Linked DNA regions of Mus musculus: region 2 is linked to region 1. The links are chromatin contacts, called in public promoter capture Hi-C maps. All regions are on one chromosome and are shown on one strand. Each heading gives the region's core, a stretch centred on a gene start, on an enhancer-like site or on the middle of the called end of the contact. The rest is flanking DNA. Distances are from core to core; before and after follow the strand shown.

Evidence for each region. Capture Hi-C pulls out chosen DNA fragments and counts their contacts.
Region 2: a contact with region 1 is called in a promoter capture Hi-C map of liver. The contact joins two enhancer-like sites. A contact is called at or near these places in 11 of 39 promoter capture datasets (the HPC-7 cell line, cranial neural crest, embryonic stem cells and 7 more), 1 of 15 datasets of contacts at CTCF or cohesin (the NIH/3T3 cell line), 9 of 484 Hi-C or Micro-C datasets (the HL-1 cell line, bone marrow-derived macrophages, cortical neurons and 4 more), 8 of 115 datasets of contacts at active chromatin or transcription factors (embryonic basal ganglia, embryonic forebrain, embryonic hindbrain and 5 more) and 2 of 9 other capture datasets (adipose tissue and liver).

Annotation. Positions count from the first base shown.
Region 1 is chr5:99,233,481-99,239,957 of GRCm38.p6, forward strand. It overlaps Rasgef1b (RasGEF domain family, member 1B), which reads right to left. Exons shown (of 14, transcript NM_181318.4): 5 at 996-1,208; 6 at 435-509. Among named protein-coding and RNA genes, the nearest start is that of Rasgef1b, 16 kb to the right of the region's middle. Within about 2 kb of position 3,146, at least 29 of the 459 cell types and tissues checked have an H3K27ac peak or open chromatin away from gene starts, as enhancers often do. A contact at or near this core is called in liver, where this site is marked.
Region 2 is chr5:99,523,232-99,529,708 of GRCm38.p6, forward strand. All of the region lies in intron 2 of A930011G23Rik (RIKEN cDNA A930011G23 gene), which reads right to left. Among named protein-coding and RNA genes, the nearest start is that of Gm35253, 16 kb to the left of the region's middle. Within about 2 kb of position 3,945, at least 21 of the 459 cell types and tissues checked have an H3K27ac peak or open chromatin away from gene starts, as enhancers often do. A contact at or near this core is called in liver, where this site is marked.

The sequences.
Region 1 (6,477 bases), core at 1,896-4,395:
AGGTCACTCTAGAATGGGGCAAATGTGTTCATGTGTTCATGAAATGTATAGTGTATGTCCAGTACCATGGTCTTTACATGTATGCAGATTCACTTCCAGAAAGGGGCCAGACCACCTGGAGCTTTTCAGGGCCAGAGAGGCAGGCTTGGTGCACATCCTGCCTCTCTGCTCCTGCTGCTGAACTGCGGGCAGACCGTTCTCTTAGATTTTCTTTCTGGCTTTAATCTGCTAAAACCATTAGGTTCTTATCGTCTTCTCTCACCAACACTGTGTCTGCTGGCCAGGAAGGGCTTATTAAATTCCCCAATAAGGAGGAAATGATGGAGTAGAACTATTGTATAGGCACTATTGTATAGACCCAACCCAAGACAAACCCCGATGAATCACAAAACAGCTAATGAAAACACGAAAACAAACAACTCGGTCCTGATTACCTTATCGTTGTCCAAAGGATCCTTCTGCACAAATGCCTGAACAAACTCTTCTGGGCCAATGTAATTGAGTCTCTCCTGGGACAAAAGCAGAAAATATTAAAGAAAGGGGAAGAAAACAGATGCCAACTCCCCTCTATTAATTTTGATGCTACCCCGCGTTTCTCAGACCAGGTTATAAAATGGGCTTTTAACCCTGAATACTTTCATCAGCTTCAAGTTGTGAAGAGGGGCAATGCTCTCCTTAGGTCAATGTTTCCTAAGACAGTTGAAGAATGAAGGAAATAATAAGCCAATAACAGGAAACTAATTAGAGGCAGAAAAAAGACCAAGAGATTCAGTAGACTCTGCTTCCCGTCTTGTTTAGGGTGTGTTTACGAGTAAATTCTCGGGATATCGGCATCCATATTCAGATGCCCACACAAATCACGCTCTGGCTGCTTTGTGGATGTTTCCCCTTTTGAGTGATTCTGACCTCTCTCCCGAGATTTACTATCAGCCAACAGTCTGGTTGCCAAAGCAAACTAGCTGTGGCTGCAAAGGGCAAAGCAGATAGCGCCTCACCAGCTCGATGTGGGTCAGCTGCTGGGCCAATGTGTAAGGGTCGCTGCAGACGGTCATGATGTCCCGCTGTATGGACTGGGGCTTGGTCTTCAGAACCGTGAGCCGGTCCGTGGCTGTGGAGCTGAGTTTGGCCAGGACTTCCTCATACTGGCTGAGGGCGGCGAGTTTTCGGATCAGACACTGCATCATCTGCTGGACGTTCTTCCGGTACGTCTGCTAGGAAGTGAAGGGAGGATGGTATTCTTGCCCTGCTTCTTCTCCAGCACTGTGAGGCCTCAGACACCCTGTCTTCAAATGCTCTGAGCTCTAGCAGCTAAACACCTAGGTTTCAATAACCTAGGTTCTCTCAGGTTGCTTGTGAAGATATAATTCAGGCTGGGCCTCAAAAACACCTCAGAAACTTCAGATTAGCTCTAGAGGTGGTCCAGCATAATGAGTACTACATACAACTAAGCGTGCTCTAGTGAAACTGTCTCTGTTCACTATCTCAAGGTGGATCATCGTCTTCCCATGATTTTACAGTCACCTACGGGGCTTCTCCATGCCTATAATTTCCAGCCCTGTTTTGCCAAGTGCACAGCAGCTACGTGACAAGAATGCACCATCACTGTCTAGTCCACCTTCCTGATCTTTCCCATCTACAGTGGAATTGGGTATTCACTCTTGTCATCTGACCTCTCTTGACTCACGTCCATTCCCTCCCGTGCACGGGTCAGTACTGATGTTCACTGGCATTCTCTCTCAGGGCAGCTCTCGCCACAATGCTACCACCAGATGCCACCTCATTGATGACTGCACCGTGCTATACTCATGACTCTTAGGAGGCATAGGTTACAAAGGTATTTCATATATTATAGGTAAATGTCGACCACTTGCCTCTAAAACACTCTTTAAAGCAAAGTAGTGACTTCCCAGTCAACCACTCTTTCTCCTTCCTTCCTTCCTTCCTTCCTTCCTTCCTTCCTTCCTTCCTTCCTTCCTTCCTTTGTTGAGTATAGTTATTTGATATGGAGTTATTCTGGTCTTTCTTTTCTATCCTCCAACTGCTAACAGCCAACCATCCTTCGAGGTAAATTATGATGCTCATGTTGGCAAGAGCCGTGCAGACTGACTCAATGCCAGCTGGGCACTTAGGCAGATAGCTCCACAGGAGGACAGACCCAGGGAGCCTACAGATGCGGGCAAGCCTATGCTTACTCCTCAATGGCTTTTTAAAAGGTGCCCAGTAGCATCTGCCAACATTTCGAAATTTGAAAATTGTAAGCCTAAAAGATATATTTTTTTTTCGAATTTGATACCAGCCAGAGATACATGAGAACCAGTCTCAAACAAATAAACAACACCCCCCCCCCCAAAGGAAAAAGCAAACAAACAAAACTTCAAACAATCTAGGTCCCACTGAGGATTAAGGTTGGAGGTTGTTAATTTGTATTTATCACTCAAAGAAAAATATGTCTTCCCTTGACATCCAAACGAGTCAAACGCAAGTACTGGGCTACGTTATACCCAGCCCAAGCTCACCTTCTCTAGCAACACTGAGATACACCAGAACTGACTTGTGATGTGTACTTTGATCTTCTCTACCAAACGTCCTTATAAATGTCTACATGCGTGTTCCTACTGCTTCTTAAAGCTATGCAACAGTTCCCAATATATGACTCTCCTTTAGACACGTTAGCTACATCATGTGGCACCCCGAGTAGAAAACATGTTACATTTTTTGCAGTCATTACAACTTATTTACAGAGGCTGGAGAGATGGCTCAGTGGTTAGAGCTCTTCCAGAGGACCTGGGTTCAATTCCCAGCACCCACATGGAGGCTCCACCGCTGTCTGTAGCTCCAGCTCCAGGAGTCCCAAAACCATCACACAGATACACAGGAAAGCCCAATGCCAACGCACACAAAACAACAGCAACAAAAACTAGTTACAAGCGTAGGCCACAACTGCCGTTACTGACATAAAAAGTGTATTTTGGGGTAGATAAGGGACATCTCGGTCAAATTTTTCTGAGAAGAGTTAAAGAGTACAAAAACAAAACCCAAACTGAATTCTCTAAGCCCACCATTCCTATGGGTGAGCTCAGCCATGCCTGAGTACATCTGAGCCAAGGAGCAAGGTACACACAAAGCTGGCATCACTAACTGCTGTTCACAGGAGTGGGGCTGGCATGTTTACTGTGTAAATGTTCTTACTCGATAGTCAGAACAGATTCCTACACTACTCGATTTATTGTAAATAAAGCAAAAGTCAGCCCAGTGCTCTTTCCTGGATACTAATGTAAGGAGCATGTGTAGAAAAGTTCCTTTCCACTTGGGAAAGCAAAACACTCATCTTTAAAATGTGCGTCATTTTACATCCCACACAAGATAGTCTATATCTCACACCTCGCCTCTCTCGACCTTCTCAGGGTCCCTAACTCAAGAGACTTTTGGTGGGAATGGCCACTTTTCTACCGGTCACCACCTGAAGGTCCCAGCAAAACAAACAAACAAACCAAACAAAACCAAAAATCCCAGTGGGCTGAGCAGGATGGGCTGCAGCTTGGGGCAGGTTTCTGCCTGAACTGGGATGAGGCACAGTCTGCGCAGCACACTGCAGATCCACCTCAGATGATTCTGGCAGGCAGCAATGGGTAGGAAGCGGAGCTCTCCTGAAAGGCTTATCAGGTGAAAGATTTGTGTTCTCCTCTGAAAAATGTCATGTTTGGAAAGAGGGTGGGGGAACTGCAAGTCACAGTGAACAAAAACCAACAGCAAGATATAACACAAAAAAGTACACAACGGAAGTATTGAAATCTGTGTGGAGGGAGAGGGAGGGAGGGAGAGGGGGTACTGTGACCCCTTTCAAAGCTTCCTGCTTTCGTCTGATGCTGTTTGAGAAATCAGGTCCTGTGAAGTTAAGCATGCCTCCTCACTGAGTCATGAATTGCTAAATATGTACTTATTCTTCTTTATAACTTCAGTTGCCAGCGACAGTAATTACCTGGCAAATAAAGGCTGAAGTCCTTATTACAAAGGCCAGCCCCTTAAGGAAGGGAAATTGCATGCCGCCCACTCCGGTCGTTTGTCATGAAATTCAATCATTAGTTTTATTTTGTGTGTCTTTCAGGCGAGCCCTAATAAAACCACTTCATCTGGGGCAAATCCCCAGGGGAGAAGCACATTAAGTCAAATTATGTGGAACTGTCCTAGCAGATCCTAAAGAACCTGACTAAATTATACACAGGGCACACCTGGACTCACCGATTGCCAAAAAGAAAATATCCCCTGAAGTCAGAGGCAAGAAGCAACAGGTCCCAATTCAAACCAAGGATTCTTCAACTGGGAGGAATAATGTTTCCCCATTCTCATAATTGACTTGCTTGTTCATTCAGTCATCTGTCCATCCACCATCCATCCACCATCCATCCATCCATCCATCCATCCACCATCCATCCATCCATCCATCCATCGAACATACATCCATCCATCCAACATCCATCTATCCACCATCCATCCATCCATCCATCCATCCATCCATCCACCATCAATCCATCCATCCATCCATCCATCGAACATACATCCATCCATCCAACATCCATCTATCCACCATCCATCCATCCGTCCGTCCATCCACCATCCATCCATCCATTCAAATATACTGGGAACCAAGTACATGCCCAGCATTAAATAGGAGTTAAAGAAACCATCGTGAACAAAGTGACTAGAGTCCAATGGAACAACAAACAATGAACTACAAGCCCTAGAGTGCCAGGAAACAAAAGGTATAAGTCAAAAATGGGAGGGTCTGTGACTTGGAGTCGTGGGAGGTCTCTCTGAGAAGAGAAATTTAGGTACTCGATAGCAGGGAGACTGCCAAGACTGTTAAGTGCAGCAAGGGCCTTTAACACATTAGCACAAGGCACTTAGCGCCATGATTTATGGAATGAGAAGGGAACTAGGAATTTAGAGGACTAGCCAGAACACACCCAAATCAAGCAACTGTTATGTGTGGAGCCAATTCCTAAATTCTGGATAAAAGCAGCCAAGAAATGGCAGCTATCCTGAAGCCCTGGCCAGTGAAGGCAGGCATGTCCTCCATGTACATGCGTTCAGTGTACTCCCCAGTAAATCCTGTTTACCTACTAATGAGCCAGCTGACCTCTCCATGCTGTTAACACAAGCGTATCAACATCAATGAGAAGTTGGGGTCAGAGGATGTCTGTCCCTTTCCTCCATTTCCCCCAATTCCTGAAGCTGTGACCTTGTGGATAAAGACCAGATCTCAGTAAACAAATGAAAAGAAACACTATGGTTTTTATTTCCATAAGAAAGACCAAAAGCCATCAATTTGGCATTTTCAAATCACTGCATTTTATCTTTAAAATTAATAATAATAATAATAATAATAATAATAATAATAAAGTCTAGAAGTATAGCTCAGCAGTTAAGAGCACCGACTGCTCCTTCAGAGGTCCTGACTTCAATTCCCAGCAACCACATCGTGGTTCACAACCATCTGTATGGAATCTGAGGCCCTCTTCTGGTGTGTCTGAAGAGAGCAACAGTGTACTCACAGACATAAAATAACTAAAATAGATCTTTAAATATAATAATAATAACCATGTATTTCTTTTATGGGAAGAAACAAGTTTAGAAGCAATTTCTAGTTCCTATCTCTGAGAAGCAACAGAGAAGAGATCGGCCGGCAGCATGGATAGCTCCGTATAATTGAACCAAACTGAAAAATTGACTGTGACTCAGATCTTAGCTTCAGAGAAGATACAGCCCTGGGATGGCACTCATCCTTTGACCAGTTTGTCATAAGCCAAAGCCACTGAGCCAACCTAGGCCCTGCCGAGCAGCCAGCAGCTGCCATCCCTAACAGAACGCTCCCGGCAAACTGCACTGTTGGACATTCACCTTTGTGGGTGTCCATCTGCATCGGTTCATTCTCAGCAGGAAGAACCTAAGACAGGCAAACGGATCAGAAGAGCCACAGCCAGCGGGGCGTTCCTCACGGCGCCAGGAAAGAAGCTTGAAAGCATTAAGTCTTGGGTTAAAACCATATGAGAGAGCTAAGTGCTCAGAAGAGCTGGTTTTGCCTCCTGTCATGGATCTTAGGATAGGAGAATGGCAGTAAGACACAGTGACACGGGTCAGGTCAGGTGTCTTGAGGTGTTATCTCTGCAGCACAGAGCTGAGGGAACCACTTCTCCAGAGAGCTGACACGGAGGCCCAGTGCATCTCTCCACAAATGGGACATCGCTCACTCACTGCCAGGTGCCTCTTTCTAGGTGACAGCGTTACATCCGTGCCAAACTTGTTCCCAGAAACTTATCAGCCACACGGAAACTACAAAGCTATCCCTTGCCCAACAAGCTTTAACACACAAAGTTAGCCCTCCGGGCCTGCTTCAAATAACCTCGACTCTATTGAAGCCGGTTAGCACCTGCCTATCAAAGGCTCAGCTGAGGTAAGTGATATTTATGAAGCATGACC
Region 2 (6,477 bases), core at 2,695-5,194, 290 kb after region 1:
GTGGCAAAAATACATCCTAGGATAATCACTGCCCAAATGTATGTACTCCTTGCACAGCGTATAGAACTGTCCCTACCTCATCCTACCCCAATGACCTCAGGGCCACTGATCCCAAGCCAAGGAAAGCATCCTTGTGGGAAAGAATCTAGAAATGTCCCTTCCCACCCGTTATATTGAAAACACAGTATATTCCTTTAGCATGAGCCATGTGAAATGGCCCTTTTAAAAGCAAGGCAGACATACTCAAATATTGGCCTTCTCACATAGTTCAAACTGGCCAGAGACTGAGCCAGCTAGAGCTCACAGCTTAATGCTTGTTAAAGCTTGATCCTTCTCTGGCATCAAGGGGAGGGGAGGCCCTTGGTCCTGTGGAGGCTCGATGCCCCCATGTAGGGAGATGCTGGAGTAGTGAGGCAGGTGTGGGTGAGTGGGTGGAGGAGCACCCTCATAGAGGCAAAGGGAAGGGGGATAGGATGGGGGAATTGTGGAGGGGAAACTAGGAAGGGGTACATTTGAAATGGAAATAAAATAACCAATTTAAAAAAAAAAAAAAAAGCTCGACCCATATACTTCATTTCATCTTTCCCTCCAGTCTCCCAAGTTTTTCTTTTCTTTTTTTTTTTTAGATATTTTCTTTATTTACATTTGAAATGTTATCCCTTCCCTAGTTTCCCCTCTGAAAATTCCCTATCCTCTCCATCCCTCTGCTCCCCAACACACTGCTTCCAGGCTCTGGCATTCTCCTATACTGGGGCATCGAACCTTCCCAGGACCAAAGGCCTCTGCTAAAGCACCTCTTATAAACTTGTACATTCAAAACACAGCACCTCAAAGGAAGTAATAAAAAAATAAAAAAATAAAAAAGAGCCCCTGACGGCTCCCTTGTTTCCCCCAGAACTACAGGCCCTCTCAAGGTCAGCAACTCTTTTTACTTTAATTTCCCTTTTCTTTTTCTGCTTAAATAATGGAACTCTGACTTCCATATTAGCACTCTTAGAAGAAACACAAGGTAAGAGTTTTTCTCTGCCTCAGAAGAGCTCTGTCTGCCGCCCTGCCAAGGTCTTTAGCTGAGGGACAGAGGCCCCCAAATATCACAGAATTTAATCAACTTTGAGTATTAATCTTACCTAAATATTAATCTCAAAAGATTCACAGAAATATCCAGAATATACATAAGCAAATATATATATTGGTACTGGCTACTCTTGCAGAAGACCTGAGTTCAACTCCTAGCATATACAAGGCCACTCACACCTGTCTTTTAGTCCAAGCCCAGGCGATTCAGTGTCCTCTCCTGACCTCTGTGGGCACCGGGCATGTACATAATACACAGCCATCCATGCAGGCAAAACACCCCCACACAAAATAAATAAATAAAACACTGTATCTCCTACTCCTGCTAGATCTGCATTCTTATATCTACTTTGACATAATAAAAATATTCCCAAAGGTCCTTTGTGTGCTTGCGACGGGTGGTAGGGCAGGCGGGTCTCCCGTTTCTGGTCTCCCTAAGTGCCTGATGGTCTCTGGTGGGCAACAGTGTTGCCTGTTCACTCCCTGAGACTCTCCAGCATGTCAGGCAGGTGACATCTTACCTTGAAGACTCCTATTCAGTTTTAAATTTTATCAAACACTTTGAGATAAATCTTTCTTACATAACCAACTTTGGAAACCACTGGCACACTGAAAATAATCGCACACAGCCTCTTCCTGTCAAAAGCCAAACAAAAAACAAAGAACAAAAAGCACAAAAACAAAACAAAAAAATTAACAAAGATCTTGCTGCTTCGAACTGCTTATGAAAGAGGAGATAATGGGCCAAGACACACTGAATTACTTCTTGTTCTGTCAATCATCCTTTCCCACGAACCTCTGAACCCATTCACTAAGACTTCATTTGCCCAACTGTCCTTTACGGAGCCCATTGAAAGACACATGAGATAGAGCAACTAAGAAAACTCACTTTGAAGTTCACTTCCATGCACCCTTTAAGGGCATCTGGATATAGTCTCTGGGAACAACTTGCAAAGCCCTCTGAGAACATGGATCAGGGTGGTTGTGAAGGAAAATTAACCTCCGAGCAATATCTCACTTTGAGACTTAAGTCAGAGTTCAAACTCATTGGGATACCCGCCACCCCATTGGCTTTTTAAAATTCAAGTTGTCAAATAAGATTCACCTAATCATATATACAGCATTCTTATCTGGGTATTGCTAGTTAAATGACTATCACAGCAGCTAAAGCTTAGAAGAACAGAGCAATGGTCATCACTTAAAGGTCTGTGGAGGGAGAGAGAACGGAGAGAAAAACCTAATAAATGTGACTGTAAATAATTGTATATTTATTAGTGAACCACTGAATGGGCTCAGCAGTGTTTCAGTGTGAATCCACATTCCTCTGCATTTGCCTGAGTCTCTGTCTGGATCTCTATGTTCTCTCCCTGGAGGAGAGGGACATGCAATGTGAGCCTTTCCTCCTTGTTTTCTTAGAAGACTGACCCGGAGGATGCTCAAGGAGCCAGAACCTTGAGTGGTGCACTCACCAAGGACACCATGAAGTTAAAGCACCATGCTCACACATCAGAATGTTAACCTGATATACAGTCTTACCACCGACCTACCATCTGCTTTCCCAAGATAAGAAAGGCTGTGTCTCAAGAACCATTTCCAAGGCTGTGTCTGCATTCCTGAGAGCTAAGCAATGATCTAATTATATTATTATTACTCACTTAGTTTATTTTGGTTTTGTTTTAATTTTCGGGGTAAGCAGATTGGAAAGTAGGGGGACGAGTGATCACACTGTCTATTGTTTCCTGAAAGATCTCACTGTAGTCTGTTTCCCAGGGATGTGGTAATAATGGCTGCCCCACAGATCAGGGCAAAGAAAAGAGTAAAGACAGAAATCCGATTTTTCATAAGTAGGGGTTAGAGAGATGGCTCGGGCAGCTGAAGGCACTTGCTAATCTTGTAGACGAACCACATTTGGTTCTTAGAACCAACATGGAGGCTCAAAACTGTCTGTGACTCCAGGTGTGGGTGATTGGGTGCTGCCTTCTGTCCTCTGCGTGCACAGGGCACACAGAGGATATGCGTACAACATCCATGCAGGCACGTGTACATATGACAAAAAAATAAATCTTTATAAAGGAAGATATTCACAAATGAGCCTAGGTGTGTGGTATGCCAACCCTGTTCTTTCTCTTCCAATGTGATTCCTGGAAGAAACTAATTTGTCCATGATACATCTGTCCACTGTGGCTCTCGAAGGCCTTCTTTCCTGGACTTGGGTCATCACTGATCGACTAGGCTAAATATTCCGTCCAAAGCATCCACCCAGGCTTGAAACCAGGAGTCTCTCGACAAAGCTCAGCACTAATAACTTCAGGGTTGACAGACAGTCCACCACATGTTCTAGCCAGCAAAGGAAGATGGCCCCAAAGGAAATGAAGCCACTGAGCTGGAATCAGAGACCTGAAAATCCCAATGTCTACTCCTAGTCCCTTTCTGAAGCTGGACTACCTTCCCAACTCTCAGACCCATTCCTGGTGTCTTAGAAACAAGCCATGGTTGTTCATTAAACCTCTTGGAGTTAATTTCTACTCCCTTCAGCCCAGCCCCCATGCTGATACCACGAGGGTTTATTTTGGTTTGGGGAAGGATAAGGAGCCACACTGTCGCCTTTCTGGTCAGACACAGTCGTTGTAGAAATTACCTCTTTCCCATGGAGTCCTCTGAGCCGAGACTGGAATTTGGTACATTAGTCATACCTACATTCCACCATCTCTGTCACCTTCTTTACGGAGCAAAGTCCTGCATGAGTGGTGTTCTGAACAAATACATTGTTTGACAGGAGGCAGCCATGCCAAGGATCTAGGCCTTGAACTTAGGGGAAGTTGGCAAAGCTTTTCTCCTAGGTGAGGCTACAAAAGACAACGCCCTCTTCAGTCCCAAGCATGAGTGTTTACAAACGACTGACCAGTATGAGCTACAAGAACAACTGCAGAGGCCTCCTCCCAGATGTGCTGTGCAGAACAAACAGTCCGAGGTTCTCAGTCACTGAGGTGGCTGGTGCCGCCTTACCAGAGTGCACACAGTCCTTGTGTCTGTCCTTTCTTCAGATCCTCGACGCCCTTAGACAGGATCCCAGGACCAAACTCTGTGGGATGAGCTCTCTTCTAACTACAGCAAGCTGAAATGCACTAATCTTGAATGTAAAAAAAAAAAAAAGTATATACAACATTCTCTTTGCTAGAGCCTAGCAGATGTGCAGCTGGCCTCTGAGACGTGTATTTTTTTTAATAGGCCATAAAAGGATATCATCCCCGTTGATGGGATTCTGTAGCCTCCTGGGGGAGGAGTTGCACATCATGAATATGTAAGAAGAGAAAGAATGAGCATGAGGAATGCTTGCTGACTTCTTAATTTCATTTTTATTCCCATTTTCCTTCTTAATCTCCTTGTGCAGAGCGAAAACCCACACTGGTTCATTACCTATCTCTCCATCTCTACCACAAGTCCATGTCCATTCTGTCTGCCAATCCCATGGCACTTCCTGATCTCCCAATGCATCCACACATATGTCTATAATATTATATTCTAAACACATCATTTGATGTGCATTTTACCTCTCTCTCTCCCTCCCTTCCCCTCTCCTCCCTCCATCCCCCTCCCCTTCTTCCCCCTCCCTCTCTATCTCTTCCTCCCCTCACTATGTCCCCCTTCCCCTGTCCCTTCTATGTCCCCTTCATAACCACCAGGCTATATATTTCAAGAGGCTGGGACTCACTGCTATAGCCCCAGTGCCTCCATCATATGGACGGGTCCAGATCCATGCAACAGATCTTTTATATTTCCGGCTTCTATTTCCTTGACTAACTGTGACTGGTGCAGAAATTAACAGATTACAGAGACAACGAGGCCTGATATTAGGGGTCAGAGTTTATTGTCCCCAGGCATTTCTTTCCTAGCCTTTCTGTTCCGTGATTTTACAAGTAGCCATACAGACTAATGGGAACCTCAGAACCTTTCAGCACATCTAACCAACACTTCAAGTTTTCTCCAAGTTCTTCAAGAATGGTTTTCTAGATTGAATAAAAGTATACTCTTAATTCAAACCTCCATTCGACTATCTTCTTTCTTTGGAATGTTTTGGGACTTCCCTTTATTCCTGTTTTTCCCTTTATATATCTTGTGACATGGCATTTATTTATCTAGCCAATAACTTCAGTCATGAATGCCAATAAAACTTTGTTATAGCAACTTGAATATGGATACAATCTCTAAGACCTTTTTTTACTCTTTAACATTAAAATTGTTTTCGTCCTGTTTGCCACAGTCTCCCCATATCATCTTCCTTTGATCCAGAACCAGGGGTGTGACTTGGTGGTGTGCGCTTTGTGTATACAGGCCCTGGGTTCAATGGTCAGGACCTAGAGAAGACTGTGCAGCACAAGGGTGAGCCCGTTGCTCTGCTGGAATGTTCTCTCCTCTGGGCGTTTGTGCTCTTCACTTCCCAGGCCATGCCTGATCTTATGAGAGTTTGTGACCTTGTCTTTTGGGATTACGTTTTGTCAGCTCTCCTTCCCGCTCTCCTGCATTTCCTGACTCAATCCTACCTTCAAAGCTTCTGCCCTGGATGTGACAGCCATTTCTAGTTCATAGGCAGAGTGCCCCTTTTCTTGTGTGTGTGTGTGTGTGTGTGTGTGTGTGTGTGTGTGTGCATGTATGTATGTGTATGCGTGTATGTTATATGCATGTATGTGTATATGTGTGTATGTGTGTGCATGTAAGTATATATGTGTGCATGTATGTGTATATGTGTATGTGTATATGCATGTATGTGTATATGTGTGTATGTGTGTGCATGTAAGTATATATGTGTGTATGTATGTGTATATGTGTATGTGTATATGCATGTATGTGTATATGTGTGTATGTGTGTGCATGTAAGTATATATGTGTGCATGTATGTGTATATGTGTGTATGTGTATATGTGTATGTGTATATGCATGCATGTGTATATGTGTGTATGTGTGTACATGTAAGTATATATGTTGCATGTATGTGTATGTGTGTGTGTCGTGTGTATATTACATCATTGTGTGCATGGGGAGGTGCATGCTAGTGATGTGCAGAGGTCAGAGACCGATGCTGGTGTCTTCTTCAGTAATTCTCCACCTTATTTTTTTCAGACAAGTTTTCTCACTGAGCCTGGGGCTTAGTGATTTATCCAGACTGGCTGGACATCAAACCCAGAGAACTGGGACCTCTGCCTCCCCAGACTGCAGGCACGGTCCCCATTCTTGACTTTCTATGCGGTGCTGCGGTCTGAACTTGTATCTCCATACTTCTTTGTTTAAATAGGATTTTAACTTCTTCCCATGTTTCCCTATTGAGTTCCTAGCTTCTTAAGAAGAAACAATTCATCTGTGGCCATGGCTGAGGTGTCGGGGGCACTGCTCACTCACGCGTCATGC